Regions from separate parts of the Nothobranchius furzeri genome. Here region 2 is linked to region 1. Evidence: chromatin contacts called from public Micro-C data. All regions are on one chromosome and are shown on one strand. The core of a region is the stretch at or near the end of the contact, and the rest is flanking DNA. Distances in the headings are between cores, read along the strand shown.

What was found. A called contact is a pair of places that touch in the nucleus more often than the background predicts.
Region 2: a Micro-C map of tail fin shows a contact between it and region 1, with 16 times the contacts expected there. The contact joins the enhancer-like site here to the promoter of utp11 in region 1. A contact is called at or near these places in 2 of 2 Hi-C or Micro-C datasets (skeletal muscle and tail fin).

Annotation. Positions count from the first base shown.
Region 1 is chr5:70,506,962-70,513,155 of NfurGRZ-RIMD1, forward strand. utp11 (UTP11 small subunit processome component) reads right to left here and starts at 2,377. Exons shown (of 8, transcript XM_015950060.3): 1 at 2,176-2,377; 2 at 1,938-1,999; 3 at 1,744-1,846; 4 at 1,543-1,656; 5 at 287-380; 6 at 67-197. The coding sequence starts at 2,235.
Region 2 is chr5:70,572,173-70,578,366 of NfurGRZ-RIMD1, forward strand. No RefSeq gene overlaps it. Among protein-coding and RNA genes, the nearest start is that of fhl3a, 54 kb to the left of the region's middle. Within about 2 kb of position 3,364, at least 1 of the 3 cell types and tissues checked has an H3K27ac peak or open chromatin away from gene starts, as enhancers often do. A contact at or near this core is called in tail fin, where this site is marked.

The DNA of each region.
Region 1 (6,194 bases), core at 1,127-3,626:
CATCATTGACTTGAACTTACTGCAACAAAAGAAAGGTGAGATGATTATAGATTAAAAACTACTGACCTCTTGGGTTGGAGTGTCCACAGCTCCCTGGATGCTCTTGGTCTCCAGCGTGTGCAGAGTCGGTCGGTTGTAAACTCTGTCCACCAGCTCTGGAGCCGTGTTCAGATGGCTAGCCAGGTCAAATGTTTTTACTGAGAACACAAAACCACAGAAAGTCAGAGAATGTTTCATTATTATCATTATGCTAACTTTGAACTCATTTGCAATGTTATTTTTTTACCTTCCTTCTTGGAATTCACAAAAAAAGTGTGTTTGTTCTTTTGCTTGCTCTCAGCATCCAGAAGATGGAGCGCTCCTTTCATCCGTTCAATTTTCTGAAAGTACAAACATTCAGGTTATGAGTTTAGTTTGTTCTTGTTAGTATTTGTAGTTAGTTACTACAGCAGGCAGCAGCAGGACTCGATTACAACTGTTGTAAATCCACTAGGAGGTAGAGTCGTGGAAACTTATTGCTTTAAAGGTGTGAGAAATGTTTTAAACAATACATTTGCAGTGGTCTCTAGTAGAAATGAGGGCCTTGCAAGCCGTACTCAAGGGAAAAAAAGCCCAGAAAGGCCTGCATCAGCACAGACAATCTGCCACATCAAATAGGAAATTAGCACGGCAGGATTTGGAGACTTATTCCCTGATTTTTTTGACATCTTGCCCCAGATTGGATAATAGCAACGCGACTGTGCCACTAACCCTTGCTCTGCAACGTTGATGTTTTATCTCCACAAATAACACAAGCTCGAACTAGCTTCTGCAGTGTGGTGGAGTTGCTAATGTTAAAAGGTTAGCTTCCACTAGTCGAGACGTTCCCTGCTGATTCTGGACACTAAAACAACAGCCTTCCCCAAAGCGAGTTAGTATGGGTGAGTCCAAGCGACAGCTAGACGTGGTTCTGGCAGGCTTATCAAATCCTAGAGTTTCACCATCTATTTTCTATCAGAAGCTAATGCAGGAGATAGGTGTAGGAGACTATTTTCAAGTTTGGCCTGCATGTAAACTCATAGTGATGGATTATAATCAGAAATTATCATAAAAATATTTTTTTCAGTGTCCTAAACCTTAAACATACAAGTTGAGGGTCCATCAAAAATACCAAATGATATCAGAAATATCCTCTCACACCTAAAAACCTTCAGTCATTTTGACACCGATGATGTTAAAGACTTTATTTAATTGAGACAGTTTAAGAGAGATGTCAATTTTGTGTAAGATTTTAGAAAAGTAATGTTAAAAATGATGTTTTAGTACATCTTTGCTGGATTTTCAGCTACAAGTAGATCTGATTATTACACAAAAGGTTTTGTTTTAGAGTACCGATTTCTGAATAATGATTTATCAAACAAAATCAATGTAATACTTTGTGAAGTATTGAAACTATAAATGGTAGTTAGGAAGATAAATTAATATTCTGTTCTAGTAATTATTTCACTGATTGTGCGTAAACCCCATTGACTGCACAGTACACGTTAATCATTGTCATCACACCTTCGCCTCTGCAACTCTTTTCATCTCCACATATTTGATATCCTGCGTTCTCATCACTTTCTTCTGCTCCTCCGTCACCTCCACCTCGGCTTTCTTCATCATGTGAACTCCATCCTGTCAACATCCCAAAGACAATGTCGATCAAATGACACGTTCAAAGAATGGCTTCACATGAAAGTGATCCTTAAATTATTTTTTTACCTCCAGTTTGGAGCTGATCATCTTGAAGTAAAACTCATCCGGGTTTTTATCCAGAGCTTTTTTCCTCAGGGCTGCAAGGGTGTTTTGTTTCTTGTGATAGTCACTGTTATAACAGAGTTTATGTCAGCTTTATTAAGCCACGGTTGGCAAAACCACTTTGAAATGAAATTTAAACAGAAAACTGTTCAACTCACTCTGCTCGGAGTTTGTAATCTTTCTTCTTCTCCAGCAATCCCAGATTTTTCCTGAAACCAGGCTGGAAAAAAACACGAAAGTTGACACGCTTTTTAAAATGTAATATTATGTCTAATTAAAGTGTAATATGATTAAAAACACAGTCAGTCGTGATTAATTTAAGTCTAAACTTAAATATTAGGTTGCCAGTTTGCTTGTTAGCAAAGCAGCTAACTAGCAAAACACTAAAGTGCTCACCTGAGATCTTTCATGGTGGTTTCTCTGTCGGGACTTCAGCGCTTTCCTAAACGAGGACATGTTTGAACGTCTCCTCAAATGTATTTCCCCTAAAATCAAGTCAACTCAGGTAAATGTGAAGGTTTTCTGACATAAAACACACAGTTCACTGTAACTGCAATTAGCTTCCGGTGCTTCCATGAGAACACATGGGTGTCTGCCTACGTCACAACGTATTTTCTTTTTCAGGGTCGCAGATTCGCAACGTCTAAATAAATGAAATGTGTAAAAAAGTTGAACTAATAAATTGTTTGTACATAAACGCCATACTACTACTTTAAGAAGTCGAATTTTTAAATAAATATTTTCTGTGATTTAAATACATTTTGTAAGTGCAATGCGATTTCTCATAAAACCACTAGAGGGCAATGTCGCTCAAATATGTTTGTAGTTGGATTTGCATCAAGTTAATCACATAAATTACAGAAGCATCAGGTACTTTCGTAAAGGATTAACGTTTGATGTTATTAAGAAAATAAAATTTTCTGCGTGGAGTTTATGAAATAAAACTAGGTAATTATTTTGAAAGTCAACAGAAAACTTTGTATTTAAAAATAAATAAAAAACATTTTAAATAGCACTCATTGGTTTTAGAATGAGTGCATACAGTAATATGGGGGGGCTTCTGAATAATGTGTATAGAACAAGTATCAGAGAAATGCAAATGATCCCCAGACTGGTTGGCCTTTCCTCATATTATGTTTATTTATTTAGCAGATGCTTTTATCCAAAGCGACTTACAATTTATAACCTATAGGGCATGTTGTGATCTGTGGGGGAAACCGGAGTACCCGGAGGAAACCCACACATGCATGGGGAGAACACGCAACTCCACGCAGAAAGGCTGCAGCCGAGTTTCTAACCTGCAACCTTCGTGCTGCGAGGCAACAGTGCTAACCACTTCGCCACCATGCAGCCCATATATTACCTTGTGTTACTGGGTTTAGTGCCTTAATTGTAGCAAAGATTTTTTGTGTTTTCAATTCATTTATCACATTGGAAATTTTTAGTTTAGGCCTAAAGTTTTTCTTAAAGTTACGCAATTTCAGTTCTAAATCCATGCGTAAGTCCTGTTGCAAATTTTTTTGGGTTCTACAGGTTTTTTTTAATGCATTTAACTCATGTGGTGTCTCTGTTTTGATGCCTTTTCAAACCAACAGACCTTGAAAAAAAGCATAAGAACTTTTGGTCAATCGTGCAAACTCTCAAACAGAAAACAATCTACAGATTCTCGAGGAATCACAAACCCCACAAGTACTCGGATTACTCTAAGATGAAAGGAAGGCATATCTACACATGTTGTTTTTGTCTCCTAAGAAAGTACAGAAACACAAAAGATGACCAGGGGGTCACCGCTTTACCCTGGGAGAAAACGCTTTCCACTTCCTGAGATGATATTGCGGTACAAGTAAAGACAAAGGCAAAACCACAGCGGCGCAGTCCGCTAATCTCACCCAGACCTCCACCTCTTTGAGACAAAAGTGATGTTCCACTAAAAGCCTCTATCTGCTTCCAACCTCAAAGAATCTGTCTTGTATGTGTAAGATGTGCCTGGCATGCTTGATGTTTTGTGAGCGATGATCCATCTGAATGAGATCAGTGTTTCCACATTATGTCACAGGCTGGTTTATCAGTCTGGGTCCTGAGAGCGTTTCAGCCTTCCGTCAGGTCCATTCAACCACAAACGTGTTTGAAAAGGCAAACACGGTCCGTATTTACATGTCACATGTCCACACTCCGACTCACTGGGCTCCGTTCTGTTTAATGCGTGTGAGTATTTATCGTTGCAAGTGAAATGCCTGGTGAGCCACAGCGGGGGTAAGCACTACTTTGGAAATCAGAGGCTTGTAACACGCTGATGCAAGAAGGCAGCTCTGGAGCTTGTGGGTTTGTTCAGGGTCAGCAGCGGAGGAATGCCCTTGTGGAGCAGATGCAGAACCACTTGGTTTGCTAATATGACCCTGTAAAAATAACACTGCTGACATATTGTAAGTCTTCTTTTCTCGGGCTGAGCTAAGGACTTTGGTATGTTTCCTCAAACTTTGGTTGGTCTTCATCTCGAGCGAGCTGCCAGGCAAGCCCAGTCCCAAAATGCACACACCAAATGTTCCTCTTGTGTGGTTGTTTAACTCTTCTGTCTTTAACTTCTTCTGATGGTTGATGTGGAAAGTAATAAAGTCCTAAATCTTTTAAGTGTTTGTACATTTTGATGCTTTAGGAAACCTTGGAGCTTTGAATGCTACAGCAGCTCATCACTCCACTGACTGAGACATTAGAAAGGGTAAATAATGAAATTAATCAAAACACAATAGTATATCAACATTGTGGATTGGGATTTGATGTTTGCGATTTTGATTTAGAACCCAGTGATCGATATGAAACGATGTTACAAGTGATTTTCTCCATTACCTTTTATTCTCACTGCTCGCCCCGCCACGGGATTCTATTAATTTTTGCATTTTGTCTTGATGACCAAATAATCGACGTAGATGGGTGTTTTGTTATACTTCTAGTCATTATGATCTGATTAGAAAAAAGCTTGCATTTAAGTTTATTTTCTCTATTTTCATTACCATCTTGTCGTAGATCCAGGCCCGCTAATTGGGGGGGGGGGGGGGGTAAAGTAAAAAGTAAAAATACTGTATTTTTTTGGGGGGAGGGTCCATCAATGATAATCTCATCCCAGGCCCATGACGTCTCATCCCAAGGCTTTCAGCTTCCCTTAATAGTGCTAAAATGCTGTTGTTTTGGGGAGTTTTCCCCTCCACTGTCGCTACATGCTTGCTTAGTATGAGCGATTATTGCAATGTCTCTGGCACCTCTATGCAGTCGGCTGGGTGTCCTTGGCTAATTGGAACAATTAATTGACCTCAATGCACTGATATATAAGTTGAATTGTAATGTTTACTTCATAACCGTCTCAGTGGCCTAGTGATGGAGTGTCCATTCTGGGGGCGGTGAGCTCGGGGTTCAAATCCTGGTCGGGTCGTACCAAAGACCTTAAAAATGGGACCCAATGCCTGCCCGCTTCACGCTCAGCTTTGCTGCAGCTCACCGCTCCCCATGGGGATGGGTCAAAAGCGGAGATGTAATTTCACCAATGTGTGAGCACTCACAACCAAATCCAGCCTCTCATAGTCAAGTAGGGTCAGAAAATTTACAGCTTCTGCAATCAACCAATGAAAATAAACCAAGGGAGTGTGGTGAAAAACTAGTGACGAGTCTACAATGAGAGTTAGCGGTAGCAACATTAGCAACAATGGAAGCTGTAGTTACAAAATAGCAAGGCAAAAATGATGGGGCCCTCCTTTTTGTACTTTGGGTCAGAGTGTAATAAAGACCCGTTAACGCTACTGCTTTTACACCTTTACATCGTGCTCGTCTTCAGTGACTGTCGGCTTTAATGACGTACGCTGTACCAGAGCAATGCTTTCCGACGCCCTCGGTAAAACTAAGATTTTACCAAATTGTGACCTTTACCCTCTTCCTATTTAACCTTCCCCTCTCCCCCAAACTAACCTTAACTCACTTGCACATGCAAAACTTTGTTTCTAGTCGTGTCGTTCCTCTCAAGCGCGGTTAACGGGAGATTTGGAACGAGAAACTGGGTCAAGGTTACGATGGGGGTGCGGCGAAGGTTAAGTCGCTAGAAGTTAGAGGTTGAATGTCAATAAAATGTCAGTTTTACCGCGGGCATCGGAAAGCGACGCTCTGGCACAGTGCATTTCCTCACGACACGTTGGGAGCCCCAACGCACCGGAAACAAACGCTTGGTCACCCTTTGTCATTTTTAGCCACTTCGGGTGTGAGAATGCATGGATTGCACAACATGGATGCCGTCAGAGCTGTGCTCGCGTTATGATTCGTCCAAGTGCTTTTTCACTTTATACTCCAAAACTTTCATGGCGGTTAAAACGAAGAGTCGGAGTACCCGGCCCGGAGGGTTACTGGGGTCCCACCCTGGAGCCAGGCCTGGGGTT
Region 2 (6,194 bases), core at 2,114-4,613, 66 kb after region 1:
AGACTTTGTAGTCGTATCATCTGACCTGCAGCCGTATATTTTGGACAACCGAGTGGAGAGAGGAGCGGAGCTGTCAACTGATCACCACCTGGTGGTGAGTTGGATCAGATGGCAGGGGAAGATGCCGCGTAGACCTGGCAGACCCAAACGCATAGTGAGGGTCTGCTGGGAACGCTTGGCAGAAGAACCTGTCAAGACGGTCTTCAACTCCCACCTCCGGCAGAGCTTTGACCGCATCCCGAGAGCAGTGGGGGACATTGACTCCGAGTGGGCCTTGTTCCACTCTACGATTGTTGAGGCGGCTGTTGCTAGCTGTGGTCGCAAGGTGGCTGGTGCCAGTCGTGGTTGCAACCCCCGTACCTGCTGGTGGAGACCAGAGGTTCGGGGAGCCGTCAGGCTGAAGAAGGATGCCTACAGGGCGTGGCTGGTCTGTGGGTCTCCGGCGGCAGCAGACAGGTACCGGATAGCCAAGCGGGGTACAGCAGTGGCAGTTGCTGAGGCAAAATCTCGGGCATGGGAGGAGTTTGGTGAGGCCATGGAGAAAGACTATCGATCGGCTCCAAAGAGGTTCTGGCAAACTGTCCGGCGCCTCAGGAAAGGAAGGCAGCAACTCACTCACACTGTTTACAGTGGGGATGGGGAGCTGCTAACGTCAACTGGGGCTAAAGTCGGACGGTGGAAGGAATAGTTTGAGGAGCTACTCAATCCCACCTAAACTCATTCCGAGGAGGAACCAGAGCCGGGAGACCTGGGGATGGACTGTCCAATCTTGGGGGCAGAAGCTGCTGAGGTAGTCAAACAACTACACAGCGGCGGAGCCCCGGGGGCGGATGAGATTCGTCCTGGGTATCTCAAGGCTATGGATGTTGTAGGGCTGTCGTGGTTGACACGTCTCTGCAACGTTGTGTGGTCATCGGGGGCAGTTCCTGTGGAGTGGCAGACCGGGGTGGTGGTCCCCATCTTTAAGAAGGGTGACCTGAGGGTGTGTTCCAATTATAGGGGGATCACACTCCTCAGCCTCCCTGGAAAGATCTACTCAAAGGTACTGGAGAGGAAGGTCCGATCGATTGTTGAATTGCAGATTGAGGAGGAGCAATGTGGTTTTGGTCCTGGCCGTGGAACTGTGGACCAGCTCTATACCCTTGTAAGGGTGATGGAGGGGGCATGGGAGTTTGCCCAACCAATCCACATGTGTTTTGTGGATTTGGAGAAGGCTTATGACCGTGTCCCCAGGGGCACCCTGTGGGAGACGCTCCAGGAGTATGGAGTGGGTGGCTTTCTGTTAAGGGCCATTCATCCCCTTTACCAGAGGAGCGTGAGTTTGGTCCGCATAACCGGTAGTAAGTCGGACCTGTTCCCGGTGAGGGTTGGACTCTGCCAGGGCTGCCCTTTGTCACCATTCTCTACACACTCTACACACTCTACACACTCCGTGGTGTGGAGTGTGTAGAGTTTGGTGGCAGGAGAATCTCGTCTCTGCTTTTTGCGGATGATGTGGTCCTCCTAGCTTCATCCAGCTCTGACCTTCAGCTCTTGCTGGGTAGGTTCGTGGCCGAGTGTGAAGCGGCTGGGATGAGGATCAGCACCTCCAAATCTGAGACCATGGTTCTCAACCAGGAAAGGGTGGCTTGCCAACTCCGGGTATGGAAAGAGGTCCTACCTCAAGTGGAGGAGTTTAAGTATCTCGGGGTCTTGTTCACGAGTGAGGGTAGCAGGGATCGGGAGATCGACAGGCTGATTTGTTCAGCGTCTGCAGAGATGCGGACGCTGAGCCGATCTGTCGTGGTGAAGAGGGAGCTGAGCCAGAAAGCCAGGCTCTCGATTTACCGGTCGATCTACGTCCCAATCCTCACCTATTGTCATGAGCTTTGGGTAATGATCGAAAGAACGAGATTGCGGATACAAGCGGCCGAAATGAGTTTCCTCCATAGGGTGGCCGGGCTCAGCCTTAGAGATAGGGTGAGGAGCTCGGACATTCAGGAGGGACTCGGAGTAGAACCGCTGCTCCTCCGGATCGAAAGGAGTCAGTTGAGGTGTTTTGGGCATCTGGTCAGGATGTCTCCTGGACGCCTCCCTGGGGAGGTGTTTCGGGCATGTCCTGCCGGCAGGAGGCCCCCGGGTCGACCCAGGACACACTGGAGAGGTTACATCTCCAATCTGGTCCTGGAACGCCTTGGGTTCCTGCCGGAGGAGCTGGTGGAGGTGGCCGGGGAGAGGACGGTCTGGAGCTCCCTATTTGGGACGCTGCCCCCGCGACCCGGACCCGGATAAGCGGAGGAAGACGACGACGATTATGAGATCTAATATTTTCTTGTTCTGTTGCTCACAAATTCCTGGAAGAAGTCATTTCAAAGTCTGAAAACAAAGCAGCACGATTCAAAAGCAGCTTAAACAGACATTATGTTGCCTGACTTGTACATGATGGAGGACGACAAGGTATATCGCGTTGGAGTGCGAAATGGAAAAGGAAAGCTAACGGTTACCTGGGTGCAGAAACGGCACGCAACATAAATAGATGATTTTTACCCGCAAGCTTGGCAGCATATCGCGTCCCACCGGAAGTGTTTCAGAAGCGAAACAGCAGCGTTCCGCACAGCTGGTCCCGCTAGGTCACGAAAGGGCTGGAGAATTGCAAGACCATGTGGTTTTTGGTATTTCACAATATAACAAGCAAGAAGAATGGCAGCGTGCATCCGAAAATATATGGTTTATTTTATGTTTTGCGTATCATGGCTATGCAGATTTCACAGGAAATGAGGTACTTTTTATTATTATTATTATTATTATTATTATTATTATTATTATTATTATTATTATTTACCAGCTAAGCAACTAGAAATCAGCGCGTGACTTATTGTGAAAGTTTTGTGCACTGCTTTCATGTAACCCCCTTGTACCTCCGCAATTCAGGCTAACAAAATAAAACTTAGGGATTTAGATTCCATTTTAGATCATATACCACATCTTTGTGAGGATGATCAAAAAGTTACATCTCATAGCTAACTGCGTTTAGCGCAAAGCTTCCAAATTTGTTTAAAATGGCTAATGAGCTGAACTAGCCACTAGCACAGGGATATCTACAATTATTCTTTTAACACACCTGGACTTTACACTACTGATGCAATGAAGCTGCTGTGGGATCTCTTCTGCATTGAGTGGGTTAATGCTGAAGGATCGTCCATGAAGATGAACAGATGTTCAGTTTATTCTGACAAGCTCAGGGTGGGCAATCCCGGCCCTCGAGTGATGCTTTCCAGCAGGTTTTAGTTGTTTACTTGCTCCAACACACCTGATTCCTGGATTAATCACCTGTAGGACAGCTCACCAGGCTCTGCAGAAGCCTGTTAATGTGTTTAAGCAGAGAAACAAGTAGAACCTGCTGGATAGCGGCCTTCGAGTACCGGGGATTGCCCACCGCTGGGCTGGGCAGGTCTCAGGAGGAACAAACCGTTTCTAAATAACTTTTATACATTTGTCATACTTGATGAGATCAGTAAACATAAAAAATACCTTCTTTGTCGCTCCAATTACATTTTGCATACTTGCATAAAACACATAACTTGGTTACAAAGGCATACAAGTCATTAGATGGCAATAACTTGTTCGTGTCTGGACATGTGAGGCAGATATTTAACTTTTTTATGACAGATCATGAGACTTTGGCTCCACCAAACTCCCTTCATGGCTGTTGCCTCCAGTGTATTTTATCAGCTGGAAACTGCTACTGTCCTTCTTTCGTCTACCTGTGCAGCCTACAGTGCTGCATGTGTTAAACATGCTAAGTTTTTATTTAGCTACACTTACATAACTGACAGATAAAAACAACAGTGGTCAGTGGGGATGAGCCATCTTCTAACGCTCCAGCCAGAACCTGGGGGCGAGATGTTGAGCGTGTGACATCACACGTCAAGGGGTCTATAGAGGCTAAAAGAACGGTTTCTGATTGTCTAGTTTCTGCACCTTTAAAGACAACATTGGTGCGTCAGTCACAGTTCAGTGATGCTTCAGTGACAGAGGAGACTTAAACACTGAGGATGTTGAAGAAGACTGCTGACAGGAGATGAAGAAGCTGCTGATTTGCTGTTCAGCTTCAGTAAAGTTAAGCTTGTCATGAAAAGAAATAATTCCTGGTATTTGTGAGAATTAAAGAAGCAGAGGTGAAAAAAGGGTGAAGAATAAAAATGGAAATTTGCTGATGGTGTGTTTTTTTTTCCACTGGTGTCACATTTATATTCCATTAGTTGCCCCGCTCTTCTTCTTGAGCAATCATGTCTGCTGTCAGCCATGCGGCTCAACTGGAGTCACTGTTTAGAGAGGAGATGGTTGTCAAACTAAAAGTTTAAAGAACCGATTGACTGAGTGTGATTAGCTTGAATTCAAATGCCAAACAAATTTTGCTGTAGAAATCCAGAGAAAGTCATCAGTTTACAATGAAATAATCACCTGATTGTTTTCTAAGATAAGAAAACAAATAAAGTTCATTTACTCAGGAAAAACAGACACAAAAACAATGTTAATGATGTTCAGGAGCCATTTCAAAGTTGTGATTGTTTGATTAAAATGTTTGTTTTCAAAAAATGTAATTCATAAATATTGCACATGATTTCGGCCATTTTTAACATCTTTAAGTGACACAAGTGAATGAATGAGCCGGATCTAGATGAAGTTAAATGTCGGCGTCACTAAAGCTACTTTTAGCTAAAGTTAAAAAAAAAGTTTTGTTTGATAAACCTGGAAAGAACTTATCACCTAAATGTAACTTCCATCAACCCTTTACCCTTTCTAAAAATGTACCTCCACTACCTTTGTTGTTGTTTTCAGGGTGTTAGTCATTATCAGAACTTAAACCGGTCATTTAAAAATATGTCGTTTTTTTTAAGTATGTAAAGTTTTCTTCATACAAACTCATTCCTGGCTTGATTTATTTAAATGATGTTGTGATTTATTTTAAATTTTTTTGTAAATGGTTCCCTCTTGTGGACTTTTTATTTATCACAAGCAAAGGACAAAATGACAAAAAGATTTCTAAATAAATATTCATTTTAAGCAAGAAATGTAATTTCACCCAAAAAGTTCTGACCCTGTTTTCCTTACTTTTCAGTGGATTACTTATTTAATCAATACATTTGAATGAATGCCTTGCAAGTCAAATATACTGGTGCACCGCTGACCTAAAAGTTTCCCACATCGCAGCGCTTAAGACGGCAGGTTTTGGAGTCTTACTTCGTGATATTTGGACATCTTGCCCCGGAATAGATAACAGCAGCACAACTCTACCACTGATTTGCAACTGTTTTATCTCCACAAATGACACAAGCCAGGAGGTGTTTCTGCCATGTGATGGTGCTGCTAATGCTAACGTTTAGCTTAAACTAGCTGAGATGTTCTCTGCTGTCTGCCAACATTAAAACAACAACCTTCCCCATTGTGGGTCAAGATAATTGAGTTCATGAACACTAAGTGTGACTGATTATAATCAGACAAAACATACAGTAAAAACTGGTTTTTCAGCCAACCACACCTTTAATGTAATGAATAATTCATATGTTTACATTCTAAAATTAACTCAAAGGACACTTTCGTTAGTTATTAAACTCATTTAATGCACATTGATGAAAATCATCCTATTTTATGATAATATGATATTTATATACATTCACTTTTTTGGGGCTGCTTTGTTTTTGCAATAAAAGTGAAAGTTTAATAGATCATCCAATAAGTTTTGTTGTAAGTCACTAAAAAGCACCTTATATGATCTAAAATGGATTTTTAAGATGATATTTTCTAGTGCAGTACTGATTCAGTCCAAAAGAGGACAGTGCAATTCAAGCATTCTGCCATCCTAAACTTTTCTGCAAACTTGGGACATGTTGTTAGAATACATTAAGTAAACAAATGCATTGAATTTTTTATTATTTTCATTAGGTCATAAAACTAAGTTTAGGAATCAAATTCTCTCTTTTTTTATTTGCAGTGTGAGCAGGCAGCTTCAGCTGCACAACACATTTTCTGTCACTAAACATGCAGCTTATGTTCACAGATTAAAGTGAGCTCTTCCTCAGCACGCCACTGAGCTGTTATAGTTTTGATCTCAATTTCAGGGTGATGTATAAATCTTTGAAGTATTATTAGATGCAGATTCGTATTTCATCCATTTTCTTATTTCAGTTTTGGCTTATTTAGACATTAAATAG